Regions from separate parts of the Mus musculus genome. Here all the other regions are linked to region 2. The links are chromatin contacts, called in public Hi-C and HiChIP or PLAC-seq maps. All regions are on one chromosome and are shown on one strand. The core of a region is the stretch at or near the end of the contact, and the rest is flanking DNA. Distances in the headings are between cores, read along the strand shown.

Evidence for each region. Hi-C and Micro-C count contacts between places; a contact is called where the count stands out from the background. HiChIP or PLAC-seq counts read pairs in DNA pulled down with a chosen protein or histone mark.
Region 1: a contact with region 2 is called in a Hi-C map of DN3 thymocytes, with 2.8 times the contacts expected there. The contact joins the enhancer-like site here to the promoter of Ctsc in region 2. A contact is called at or near these places in 3 of 39 promoter capture datasets (the HPC-7 cell line, HPC-7-derived erythroid cells and hippocampal neurons), 3 of 484 Hi-C or Micro-C datasets (the AML12 cell line, DN3 thymocytes and myocytes) and 2 of 115 datasets of contacts at active chromatin or transcription factors (embryonic stem cells and large pre-B cells).
Region 3: a contact with region 2 is called in an H3K4me3 HiChIP or PLAC-seq map of the 230-238 cell line, with 2.7 times the contacts expected there. The contact joins the enhancer-like site here to the promoter of Ctsc in region 2. A contact is called at or near these places in 2 of 39 promoter capture datasets (cranial neural crest and hippocampal neurons), 1 of 484 Hi-C or Micro-C datasets (large pre-B cells) and 3 of 115 datasets of contacts at active chromatin or transcription factors (the 230-238 cell line and large pre-B cells).

What each region holds. Positions count from the first base shown.
Region 1 is chr7:88,534,486-88,539,093 of GRCm38.p6, forward strand. No RefSeq gene overlaps it. Among named protein-coding and RNA genes, the nearest start is that of Rab38, 110 kb to the left of the region's middle. Within about 2 kb of position 2,471, at least 8 of the 459 cell types and tissues checked have an H3K27ac peak or open chromatin away from gene starts, as enhancers often do. A contact at or near this core is called in DN3 thymocytes, where this site is marked.
Region 2 is chr7:88,276,266-88,280,818 of GRCm38.p6, forward strand. It overlaps Ctsc (cathepsin C), which reads left to right and starts at 1,820. Exons shown (of 7, transcript NM_009982.5): 1 at 1,820-2,109. The coding sequence starts at 1,938.
Region 3 is chr7:87,822,188-87,826,776 of GRCm38.p6, forward strand. The region is part of intron 4 of Grm5 (glutamate receptor, metabotropic 5); the gene reads left to right. Among named protein-coding and RNA genes, the nearest start is that of Grm5, 240 kb to the left of the region's middle. Within about 2 kb of position 2,999, at least 16 of the 459 cell types and tissues checked have an H3K27ac peak or open chromatin away from gene starts, as enhancers often do. A contact at or near this core is called in the 230-238 cell line, where this site is marked.

The sequences.
Region 1 (4,608 bases), core at 1,221-3,720, 260 kb after region 2:
GGTGGCCTCAATTTCTTCTAGGTCACTGGAGATTTTAAACTATTAAAAAGCCAGCTTTGAGGGAAACTGCTACCACCAACGTAATCACTAATGTAGCACTGATAGCGTGCTGTCAGGAGGTGCTGGAAATAGAGGAAATTACCAGAGCCAAATAGCATTCTATATTTGATATTTTAAGAAAGAGAATATGTAGTTGGTAAAACTCAGCCACAGATCAGCAGAAAGACAAGAGTAAGACATAAATAATCTTTGAAAAACATGAGAAATACCTAAATAGTCTTCAATCAGAAAGGACTTGGAGTTGGATTTCTATCATATTAGGTTACCTGTTCTCAGTTCTGGGTCTGTGAGTCACATATATACAGAAATGTATGGAACCACACAGCAAAGTTTGGAAAGGTTTCAGGCCATTATTCATTCCACTTGTTTATAACTCTCTCTCTCTCTCTCTCTCTCTCTCTCTCTCTCTCTCTCTCTCTCTCTCTTTCTCTCTCTCTCTTTCATCGCTGTTTGGGAACAAGGATGTTCATAGTAGATAGGTCTCTAAGAATGTTCTTTGTTCTTATCTCTTCATTTCTCAGTTTCTTTCTTCTCTCTTCAGACTTCCACTGATCTGACTCTGTATCCTTGTCATTTGCATCCCATTGTTAGAGCCATCAGGATTTCCATTTCAACCACAAGGCTTTTATTCTAGAAATTGCCCATTTGGGAGTTGGGTCTGGTGGTGAAATACTATAATCCCAATAGGTAGAGAAACAGAGTCAGGAGAATTACAAGTTCAAGGCAAGTCTGGACTATAGAGTGAGTTGAAGGGCAGCCTGATATATGACCCTGTGAAAGAATCAGTTGACCCAAAAGGTGTTGTGACCCAAAGGTTGAGAACCCCTAGTTTAATGCTTCCAAATCAAGAATGTTTTAATAATATCTACTGTCACAAAAATACTACCTATATTTTGGCTCAACAAATGCTTTCTATACAATTCTAGAAAAACCTAAAATATCTATAGCTTCTTTCCCACCTTATTACCTCCTCTGCCTCCAGCCTGTCATTATTCCTCTGCCTTATTTCCATTCTTAAAAACACCCCACCAACTCTGCACTTTCTTTTGCCTGTCACTTTACTAGACACTATAAGTGATATAAAAAGTAGACAAGACAAAGGCTGAACAGATCAGAGTACTGGAATTTATTGAGAAATCAGTCATGATCACACAGAAGAATTAAAATGATCTTAGAACAGTATGCATTCAGAAATATAAATATCTCAAATGCTAGAATCTTGTAGATTGTGTTGATTTCTTTATAACTACTCAGCAAGTCTCAGACTGCTCCATTTTGCATGGGATTTCTCTATTCCAGTAACTTATATGCTTGTTCAATGTTTGTTAATGTGTTCATTAAAGTTTTTTTTTATTTAAATGCTTATGGTATGTATGTTTTAAATACTTCAAACTAAACTACTCCTTTAGCAAGTTATATATGTCTTAATTCTCTATAGAATAATTTCTACTTCAAGTGGCTGTTACATGTTCAGCGATAATTACTGATTGTTGCATATATTCTGAGACATGGCTGAGGCATTCTGAGCATTTTGCAAAGCTTTCATATGAAGCTTCTGCACTGTCCTCTGACTTCATCTCAAATGACACTCTTGAAACTCAGGTCTGCAGACCCAGACAGCTTCTGTCTGCCTTCACTAATTAGTGAGAAAGAGCTGACATATATCTATCTGGGGATTACCAGTCTCCCAAGCACACTTGCTGGCTTCCCTAGTCACTATGCTTGGGGATTATCCTGCAGTCATGTCATTCAGGAGGCAAGTGAGGAAGCCAGAATGCTAACCTATATCATGACTGACTTGAAATGCTCCAGGGATACCTAGAGGCAGATGTGCAAGAAAGAGATAATGAGCCTAAGACAGCCTCAGGGAATTAACTCAGTATCCCAGTAGGTGTCTCCTTCCCCAGATACATAGGGCTGCCCAGAGACACAATTAATTAAAGGGGTATTATGGTGAAGTTGAGCTCTACATAGGAATTATGTTCCCAGATTACTAGAGGGTCAAGGGCTTTCTGCCATGTATGTACAAAGCCAAGAAGATTTATAACTAGTGAGACCCTTTTTGCCTTTTCGTTGAAAATCTATGGCTTGTGATTTGTTAGAAATAACTATTTTATTTATTTTTTAAAAATTAGTTTATGTCGACATTTGAGTGTCAATTGTGATAAAATGCCTTTAAATTTTCAGAACCTAGACTGGCCTTTCAAACTGTATGAAGAGAGTTGTCTGTTATTTACCCTCAAATCGTCACTCCTTCCTTTTAAATATAGGTTATGGACAACTTAGTTTCCAGGGAGCACATCTCCATTTTAATAAGTCGAGAATAAAAGTCCCTGCTGCCTAGTGGTTGTCACAGTTATCAACAGTATCTGAGAATCTAAGCCCTCAGGTGTCAAAGGAGGGTTTCATGTGAGCATCTGGATCCTACCAACCATAAACAAGCTCACAGCTGCAGAGGGAAGGCAGAGAACCCCGAGTGTCTCAGGAGGAGAAACAATTCTCAGAAATTTCATCTTTCTCTTTTCCCTTATCTACATGCAGCATCTATTGTTCTTACAAGGGAACTCAGAGAGTCATTAACTCCCCATTTATCCCACAACTAAACATTTCCTCAGCTTCGCTGTGTAGTATGTGCTGCCAAGCAGTCTTATCACCAACACCGCCAACCGATAAACTCATATGTTAGTCATTTATTTAATAAATCTTTAGTTAATAGCATTTTATGTGTCACATTCTAGACATTGAATTATGAAATGTCTGCTCTTTATACTCAACACTTTCTGAACCCTTTAGATGAAGAACGTTGGAAAATCAACGACTTTAATCTGATACAAATGCATCGTGACAGAGGCATCATTCAATGATGACAATATAAATAAGAAACCAAAGATTAGAGGGCAAGAAGCAAGGTCATTCAGGCAGGAAAACACATGTGCAAGGAAACAGAAATTTATGATTGCTGGGGACATGTTTGCCTCATAACTCTAAATGGGCAAGGCAGAGAGTGGGATAGAAAATTCAGCTCTGGAGAGGTAATTCAGTCAGATGTCATACTAGAGAATATAATTTGTTATTAGTCTAAAAAGCAAAAATAATCAATAATGAACAATAGATTAGAATGCAGGTAAATTTTGCAAAAGAGGGACTAAAAAATTTGTGTGAAGTTTTTAGTAGTTTTTAGGTGGACTATTGTCCTCTAAGGCACAATGACATAAAGGCAAATAGAGGAAGACTCACAAAGGGCTTTGATAAACTCTGCTTGGTTTGTTTATTATTTATTTAATTGGAAGAAAGCTAAGCAAATTGGCACAAAACAAGATTTGAAAAAGCTGGCACTGAGCAAAGATGTACCAAATAACTTAAAATTAATGTATCTTATCTTTGTCACATTCCAGTACACTAAATTTTCCAACTGTGTATCTTGGCAAGTATCCTGGGGTAAGTATTATGCCCTCACCAATTCAGTATGCTTGAAATCTTAATCTCTACTACTTTGGGAAGTTGCCATACTGTGGATAGGATTTTTAAAGTGGTAATTGAGGTAAAATAAGATTAGAATTTGTTCTAACATAATGTGATGGGTATCTAGATATAAAATATTGTTGGTTTGTATAGACTCAACACACAAAGTCTGTTTCTCAAATGGTGCTTCTATTTTGGAAGGTTCTGGAAACCTTGAGGGGTAGATATAGTTGGAGGAAATGGTCACTTAGGGTACATTTCAAGACAACATGTCCTTAAGACAACATGTCTTTTACCTTAGCTCCCTTCTATTCCCTTCCTTTCCTCCTTTCCTCTTCCCCTTCTTTCTCTCATCTTTTCTCCTGTCTTTTCCTCCTCTCCCTCCCTCTATTTCTTTTCTTTCTTTTTCTTTCTTTCTTTCTCTCCCTCCCCCTCTCCCTCCCTCCCTCTCTTGCTCCCTTCCTTTCTCTCTTCCTTCCTCCCTTCCTTCCTCTCTGCATTCTGGCCACAACAAAGTGACCAACATTATTATGTTGCTTTCAATAGATCAGTGAAAGTGTGCCTACCAATAAACTTTGAATCCCTCAGCCAAAACAAATCTTTTCTCCTATAATGCTGTTCTCTTAGGTAGTTTTATCATAGCAAATAAAGTCTGAATAAACCCTAAACATACCCAGAGGAAAGAAAATGTGGAGATGCAGGGAGAGGTCTTAAAGAAGAGGGGCTGTAGAATCTGCTGATACTTTGCTCTGAATTCCAGCATGCAAAGCTGTGAGCAACTTTCTGTTGTTTCAGACTCATAGTAGCAGAATCAGTGATGCATTGATTAAAAAAAATATAGTAAAGATTTTGGAATATCTCTTTTGGGCAATATCTCTTTATACAGCAATTATCTAAGAATCTTTGAGGTTTAGTCAGTCCACAATAACCAGGATGCTCTGGACCACAAAACAACATAAGAATCAGATCTGATAACGAGTGCCTGTGTTTTTGCTGCTGCTTTTGTTTTCATACATTACAATGACATTGAGGACCAATCCTGCACTATTAGACCATTCTTATCAATTGTAGTATAAACAATTCCTG
Region 2 (4,553 bases), core at 570-3,069:
ACTTCAACATTCTCTGGTTTGGCAGAGGTATAAGGTAAAACTCAGAAACTTGCATAACTTAGTTTATAAACTGGCACTGGAATTACACTTCCTGAGCCACACTATACAGTACCATCTCGGAGGCCCAAGGACAAGTGTGTATTGCTTAGAAACTCATATTATCTTATATCACTCAACATATACTAAACTTTGGGGCGTGCAACTTGCACATGTTTCTTGCTGATTCTCCCTAACTGGCAATGACATTTGACAAGTGATTCAACTCTCTAAATCTCCATTTCCTAATATCAGGATGCATTCATTAATCCAAAGTGACCCACAATCTTTGCCATTGACTTTAGAAAGGCTGCTTTAATTTCTTTTTAACAAGTAAGTGTTCTACTTTGATTATGTCCATCAAAGGAATTCCCAGATCCCACGTTTAGCTCTAAGATATGGATCATTTAGTAAAATGTTTCAACAACGACAAACTGTAGAAATTTAGGAAAGTGATGCTATCTGTAATGGGGCCTTTAAAAGAAAATGCTAGCTTAATTATACAATGTCAATTCTTAATCCTATAAAGGCTTTTGAGATCTAGAAGGTGTCAGCTCCTCCCCATTTAGCTCTTGTAGCCTAGTTTCATATGAAAGAACACTCTAGCCCCTTAGTTATCAAGAAGGACCCCTATCAAAGTGTGCCTTCAGGCTTAGAAGCCTGAGTGTTTTTAAAGCAGAATTCAGAGACAGAAGTGGTTTGTTCTTCAACCACATTGCTTCCTCGGACTGCATGTACTCAGTGGAAAAAAAAAAAAAAAAGTCTGCACATAAATATCTGTGATCTGTGGGATGGGGTTTAAAAAGAAACAAAGTGCACAAGCCTACTAGGTCAAAGAGGCTCATCAAGTCTGCCTGGTTCATCTCTGTATTCTCAGATTAGCTCAGAATGATCATGATCCCAGCCAACAACAGCCAGGCAACTCAAAACAGCTCTCACAAGAGCAGGATGCTTCGCTAAAGATTACTACTTAACAATTGCAGGCAAGAAGACTGACAGAGGAGGCAAGGTTCAACTATGCTCCCTTCAGCTCGCCCTTGGGAAAGCCTGACACAGGAGCTCAGAAGACCACTTCATCCTGAGCAAGCTACTTCCTCTTTCTCTAATTCTTGCTTTCATTCTGAAAACAGAAGGGCTTGAGCAATGTGATCACAATGTGATCACCCCAGTCACCCGCAACCCCCACCCCATTCAACTTAATCCTAATAAAGTTCCAGGGAGGGAAAACAAAACAGATTCACCCAACCTGTAAAGGTTCACTACAATTGAAATCTTCGGGTAAACAGGCAGACCGGAAACCAAAGAAAACCCTGAAGATAAAAAGCTAGATTTGGTAAATGGAACAGAAATTCTCAAGACTATCTTAGGTTAGCTAGTAAAGTTTTTCCACGGAGTCAGAAATGCAGGAAAGTGCACCAAAAACAAGAGAAAGAGAATTAGCCTCAGTAGACTTTAAGACTCTTGTCAACCCTGTATTGCACAGGGTAGATTCTATTTTAATCACACTGGCATTACAAAACACCGCTACAGAGTTCTCAGCTTTGGCGTTCCTTGAAAGGCAGAGGTCCCCAAAGGCCACTTTCCTTCTTCCTCCTAGTGGTGCCTGTCCCCACCCTACACTGTCACTAACTAACTTCCTCAGGCCACCTCGTGCTGCCTCACCTAGTCACACCCTGTCCCTCCCTACATCTCAGTCACTCCACGCCCCCGTCCTCACAGCCTCGCCGCTCCTCCCCCACCTCATTCTGTTCTCACCACCCTGTAACCCCGCCCCGCGGACCCTGGGTTTCCGGGCTCTTGGGTATTTTAAGGCGGGAGCCACTAGGGTCGCCTGACTGCCATCGAGTGGTGTTCCAGTTGAACTTGCTTTCTCTGCCATCTGCTCCGCGGGCGCCGTCAGCATGGGTCCCTGGACCCACTCCTTGCGCGCCGTCCTGCTGCTGGTGCTTTTGGGAGTCTGCACCGTGCGCTCCGACACTCCTGCCAACTGCACCTACCCTGATCTGCTGGGCACCTGGGTGTTCCAGGTGGGCCCTAGAAGTTCCCGAAGCGACATTAACTGCTCGGTGATGGGTAAGCGGCTTCCCAGGGTCCCGAGTTGTCCTTTTCTGTCCCTGAGTCCTTGCCTTGGGGCCGGCGTTTCTGGGTGACTGGAGAGTTAAGAGCTGACGAACGGCCCCTTGGGGGATCAGAGCCAGGGCCGCTAAGTTGAATTTGAGCTGCTGAGAACTTCTAACTTTACACTTATTTTCCTGATTATCTCACAACTCATGTTCAAGGAAACGCGCCCCTGGTTTTTTACTTGTTTTATTTGCTTTGATTTCTTAGAAGCGAGTGGAGAACTGCTTTCTTGACCCTTCACTCAGGTCTGACAGGTTCTTGTTTTTAAAATTCAGAGTCTTGACTGCTGAGCTCAGACTCTAGGAGTTAGCCTTTTTTTTTTTTTCTTTTTTTTTTTTTTTCTTTTTTTTTTCTTTTTCTTTCTAATGGGGGCGCTCCTTCTTTCCCTGTGAGGTAGTGGGAAGAGACCACTTCAAACTGGGCCTGTTTTATCTGCTACTTTCCTTGACATTTCTGGACGCCTTGTTTAAGGAATTTCGAGAGATATACAAAAGCTTTTTCCTGTCTCTTTTGTCACATTTTACAGTAGTGTTTGGATATGACGGAAGCAAACGCAATGCCTAACACTTGGCTCTCAGTGAGTATGTAGTAAATGAAGACTGGGGCATTCCACGTGCCTCGGATATAGGAAAACAGTAGTACAGATAAGAAGAGTGACACTTATGGTCTCCCCAGTCAGAGTTGCACAGAGAAACTCAACTCTGAACTGTAGTTTTCTTGTGAGTAGAATAAATGCTGTCATATATCCCACCTCCCCTGCCTCCAACAAGGAGTCATTTACTAAATTCCAGGTGACTGGGTTTAGCTTAATCCTGGGTGGTGTCTACAATTGTTTCTTTTCTAAATTTGAGCATGGAGATGAGGCAGAAGGGAGAGAAAAGGTTTGCATCGCCTTATCATATGAAGTCTCTGATAAGTTATTCCTTCACGGTAAAATGAGCTAATTCAAGCCAGATCAGGGACCTATCTACCTATCTGTCTGTCTATCTATCTATCTATCTATCTATCTATCTATATCTCAGGTTTATTTGGAAACTGCTTTTGGCAGGGGAGGCAAGATCACAGATCAGGGAAACAGCCTTGGGAAGGGAGACAGAGGAGAAGGGGAAGAGATTGAAAGTTCCCATGGAGAGAAGGTCTGAAGATAGAAAGGACAAGAGGCCGGGCAGTGGTGGCACACACCTTTAATCCCAGCACTTGGGAGGCAGAGGCAGGCGGATTTCTGAGTTCAAAGCCAGCCTCGTCTACAGAGTGAGTTCCAGGACAGCCAGGGCTACTCAGAGAACCCTGTCTCGAAAAACCAAAAAAAAAGGAAGGACAAGAGACCAAAATGACTGGATTATATAGGGAAGAGCCTCTGGTGGAAGGGCAGCCCAACCCTTAGGCTGGAAAGTTCAAGGTTTGGTACACCAGGTAGGGACATAGGGATACTGGAAGAACCTGAAGGTCAGGCCTGCCTTGATGTGTAAAATATGCACTTAAGCCCCTGGGGTGGGGGTGGGGGGGGCTTGCTGAAATCCAACAGTCTCCATCTAGCTTGTTAATCTGAAAGAAAGACAGAGACAGACAGAGAGAGAGAGAGAGAGAGAGACTAATGTGTAAAACTCTAAGATGGACACAGCTGAACAGCTGAATAGCCTCTACCTATAAATCTACTTTTGACTCTAATCCAACAGTTAAAGACACACAGAAGCAGAGCAGTGGTGGCACACGCTTTTAATCCCAGTACTTAGGAGGCAGAGGCAGGTGGATTTTTGAGTTCGAGTCCACCATGGTCTACAGCGAGAGTTCAGGGACAGCCAGTGCTATACAGAGAAACTCTGTCTCAAAAAATCAAACCAAACCAAACCCAACCCAAAAAGACCCTGTTATTATGCAAGTTAAACATTAGTACCTATCAACTCAAATTATTTTTATATCTTTGAGGAGAGAGGTAACATTTACGTCAGTGTTCCCCCCCCACCCCCACCCCCCGTTTTTTCAAGACAGGGTTTCTCTGTGTAGCCCTGGCTGTCCTGGAACTCACTTTGTAGACCAGGCTGGCCTCGAACTCAGAAATCCGCCTGCCTCTGCCTCCCAAGTGCTGGGATTAAAAGTGTGCGTTACCACACCCGGCTTAAGTCAGTGTTTTTATGTAGTCTTTTTTTTTTTTTTTTTTTTTTTGATCAGTTTTTTTTTTCTTTTTCTTTTTAGCTTGCCCCCATTTCTCTAATTTTGAACAGTCCCCTCCCCATTTTTTACAAGAAGAAAATATTTTCTCTCCCTGCCTCCCTCTCCCAGGTCCCTCTTCTCTCTCGGAGACAGTGCCTTGCTATATAGCCCTGGTTTGGATGTAACAGTGTGTAGACCAGGCTGGATTTAAACTCACCTACTTCTGACTCTGGATTAACACACCC
Region 3 (4,589 bases), core at 1,749-4,248, 450 kb before region 2:
TGAAAGTAAATTCTTACTAAAAAAGTTAATTATATCTGTCAAAGTTTCCTTTAAAATTTGACAGAGAGGGCTGGAGAAATGGCTCAGTGGTTAAAAGAACTCACTGCTCTACAAGAGAACCAGAGACGAATTCCAACCACTCCCAATCATCTGCAACTCAAGTCCAAACAGGTCTGTCACTCTTTTCTGATTTGTGTAGGCATTGCATGCATGTGGCACACAGACACATATGCAAGCAAAACATATACACATAAAGTAAAAATATATAAAATTTCAAAATAAAATAAAAATCAATAGAGAAAATAGCATAGTTCAAGAAAAGAACAGACTAAGATAGTTGATGACCACAAAGCTACTTCTGAAGAATATACTTAAATGGACAGGACACACAGAATAGGTAAGGAAGTTGGTATCAGCCATAAAAGCACAGAAAGAAATGTTTCACAAAAGAACTAGATAAACAATAGAACATTGGAAGAAATAATTTATGTTCAGCACAGAAAACAAGTAAATTTGAAATACCAGCAAAGGGTGAGAGGAAGGATTAAATAGTAATTAGATTTGCCATCCAGAGAAAGAGCAAAACTAGAGGAATAAGCAAATCTCTAATAATCATAATTTTAAATGGGCCCAACTTATGAAAATACAGAAACTGGATTATAAAACAAGATCCAGCTATCTGTTGTCTCACAAAAATAAAATGAAACAACAAACCATAAGCACTGAAAACCAGTGATTCAGAAACAAATTATGGAAATCAGTGTATTGAGCAAATGAGAGCATAAATTAAGGGTATAAAACTATTTTCATATCCAAAAAATCCAGACTCACACATAAATTAGACATAATATATATATATATATATGTATACACTCACACACACACACACACACATATATATATATATTTATAGAATGATTCATTAAAAAGTATAACTACTCTAAATATATATGCACTTGACATTATGATTATGACATTGAGGTATGTTAGTGAAATGTATTGAATTTCGATATATATATATACATATATATATATACATATATCATATGATATACATATATATCATATGATATGATTTGAGAGAAAATAGAAAAATGAGTGACCACAATGTTCCACATACTCCCAAGGACTCACACTATTACTGTGGCTGTGGAGAACTCACAAAAAGGGACCTAGTAAGATTGCATATTCTGGAAGACCCAACAAGCAGCTGAAAGAGGTAGAAGCAGATAGTTGCACCCAACCAATGGACAAAAGTACCTGATCTCTGTTGTTGAATTTAGGGAAAGACTGAAAAAAAGCTGAGGAGGAGGGCGAGCCTGTAGGAGTAACAGCAGTCTCAATTAATCTGGACCCCTGAGTTCTCTCAAACACTGGACCACCAACCAGGCAGCATACACCAGCTGATATGAGGCCACCAACACACGTACAGCAGAGGACTTCTGGGTCTGTGTTCATTCAGAGATGATGCACCTAACCCTCAAGAGACTGGAGGCCCCAGGGAGTTTAGAGGTCAGGTTGTGTGGGGTGTGGGGACATCCATGGGATGGAGGTATGGGATGTGGATAATTAATTAATTAATACTTAATAACTAAATAATTAATTAAAATAGAAAATAAAATAAACAAACCAAAAAAAAAAAAAACACTTTAAGTGTTAGAAGGATAAAAACCATACTGAAATCTACTGATTTTCTACTATTAATAATATGCTTGTCTAGAAATCTGAAGGGCCATTTCTCTCACTAAATATCTGAGAGAAGTCCTATAACACTGAAGACAGAACAAAAAGCCAATCAACATTAACAGTAATTGAGAACATGTAGACTCTTCAGAAATAAGAAAACATCAAAACATGAATAAAGTACTAATGGTAATTTCTTTCTTTAAAAATATAAATGATATTACATAATTTAAAAAAAAACAAAAATCCATAAAGTAATTTATTAAGTAAAATGTATTGAAATTATATTTTCTTTAACAAGGACAACATCCAACATTTCTAAAATAAATTCTCCGGAAGCATAGATTGGTTCTTTTTTCTTTTATTCTCAACATCTAAGACTTTGTATGTTCACAAAATATATTATATGAAGTTGCTTAAGCAACTTAAGTTTTCTACAAGTCTGAGAGAGAGGGCATTTTTTATCACTTTAAAAAAATATGAAAAAAAATGAAATAATAGCCACTAAAATAATTTCCATGTATGAGTCATTTAAAGGCAAATGCATCTCTGTGAGAAAACCTTCATGAATTGTTTTATAATAATATGTATGTAGCAGTTAGGAATTGGTTGTTCATTAACCAGTTTCTCACCACATCTTTGTCTCCATGGATGAAAAATAAATTCATCGTGCAGAAAAATCAGAGGTAGGGTATTTAAGCAGATGCTGTAATGTTCATATGCAGATTGCACTTGTCTCCTGCTGCCTCAGTGTCTTATTTGAATATTTCTGTTCTTAAATTTCCCCATGTCATTTTAATAAATGTAGACCCTCCACTCATTATGTCTCCTAAAGGAAGGGGGACTTTCATGTTTAGCCCACTGTGCTTTTTTTAAATTTTATTTATTTATTTTAAATTCCAAATTTTATTCGCCTCCAGGTCCACCTTCCAACTGGTACACATCCCATACCACATCCCTGAACCCCTGTCTCCAGGAGGATGTCCCAAACCCCCACCCCACCAAACTTCTAAACTCCCTGGGGCCTCCAGGCTTTTGAGGGTGAGGTGCATCCTCTCTTGACTAAACCCAGACCCAGCACAGTCCTGTGCTGCATATGTGTTTGGGGCCTCATATCAACTGGTGCATGCTGCCTGGTTGGTGGTCCAGTGTCTGAGAGATCTCGAGGGGTCCAGGCTAATTGAGACTGCTGGTTCTTCTACCAGGTAACCCTCCTCCTCAGCTTCTTCCAACTTTCCCCTAATTCAACCACAGCTGTCAGCAGCTTCTATCCATGGTTGGGTGCCTCTTAAAATGTGTGAATCACTAACTGGTCTTTCAGTTCCTGTTTTCATTGGGAACACTTACTCCTTCACTGTCATCTCTGGTACATAGGTGGTACTACTTCATGGTTGGATTCTTTGCTCTTGAGACTACTCTGTTTACAGGAGTTCAAAAATTGAAGCCATTTGTTGTTAAGCTAAATTTTAGCCTGAAAGTAACAGGGTCCCAGCAGATAAAAAACGGGATCAGTAGCAAAACCAGAGCACTGAAGTTCATTTGGGGATATAAAAAGAGGCAGATAATCACTTGAGCTATCATTACAGTAACTTGGAAAAAAGTAATCAAAAAATTTTCTGGTTACTACTGAAAGATGAACAGAGTAACTCAGGATGCCATTTCCACACTATGGAGAACAAGGGTTTGAAAGCTTAGGGATCCTTGTTTGAGTTTGTTCCAGGGCACAGCCATAGCCCTTAGGCAATGGAGTTTACCACCAAGCTGCTCTCTTCTTCAGTACTCTCTTTCCTTTTGATTACTTAGAAAATATCCCAAAATTCAGAAAGCACAAAAGAATTACACATATCCTTCTTAATACAGAACATGCCAGTAAGTTAAAGAGGCCTAAATCAATGTTCTCCCTCCCTTCATTCCCTCCCTTCCTCCTTGCCTTCCTTGACTGTCTCGCTGAGTCTATGTCTCTCTCTCTCTGTCTCTCTATCTCTCTCTGTCTCTGTCTCTCTCTGTCTCTCTCTGTCTCTTCTCTGTCTCTCCCTCTGTCTCTCTCTCTCTGTGTCTCTCTCTGTCTGTCTCTCTCTCTCTTGCTCTCAAATGACTTGCTTTCAGAAATGTAGAACATCTCTTTCCTAGTGCATTCTTAAGATAGATGCTTAATTGTCCTGGTATTTATGGTCATTTTAACACTGATGTGATAGACCTTTTGGGACCATGACCATAGCTGAGGTCATCAGATCATTACCTCTGCTGAGAAACTCCCTTTATACACTAATGGCTATCTGCAGGAAGTCACAACTACTTTTGTTTATTTCTTAGCTGTTTCCTGTGTATATGATGAAGAGAATTTTGCCTCCTTTGTATGAAGTTGTATTGTTTAGTAAGACAAGAAAAGCACTGCTGACAGGACAGCACCAGCCTCCCATTTCTCATTGTTGGCTCTATTTTCCAGTTGAGTATATATTTAGAGATCTATGATTATAAAAGATCTATGGAGAAATACTTCATACCAATTGAGAGAGGAAAGGGAGATGGTAAAAGCACAGAAAAGTGAGAATAGCAGTGGGTATTGATAAAACATTGACTAAATATGGTGCATGTTTCCTTATTTTCTCAACAAATCATCAAATTAAAATCTATTTTCTGCATTTCAATAGTAAACTAGGCAATTTGCACAAGACAAGGCTACTTGGCTAAGATCTTGGGTTAAATCTTAGAAGCAGGAATAAATACATTTTTCATGCTGTAGCTTTTTCTCTAATCTTTCTGTGCAAAGAAATCAACTGACCAAAGTGATCTTTGTAAAACACACAGGGTTGGAGAGGTAACGATCAAAATAGCAAGGAAATAAATCTTTCTGACTGTTCACACATACATTTCAATCTTGTTGTAAGGGTACTAAAAAGGAATTA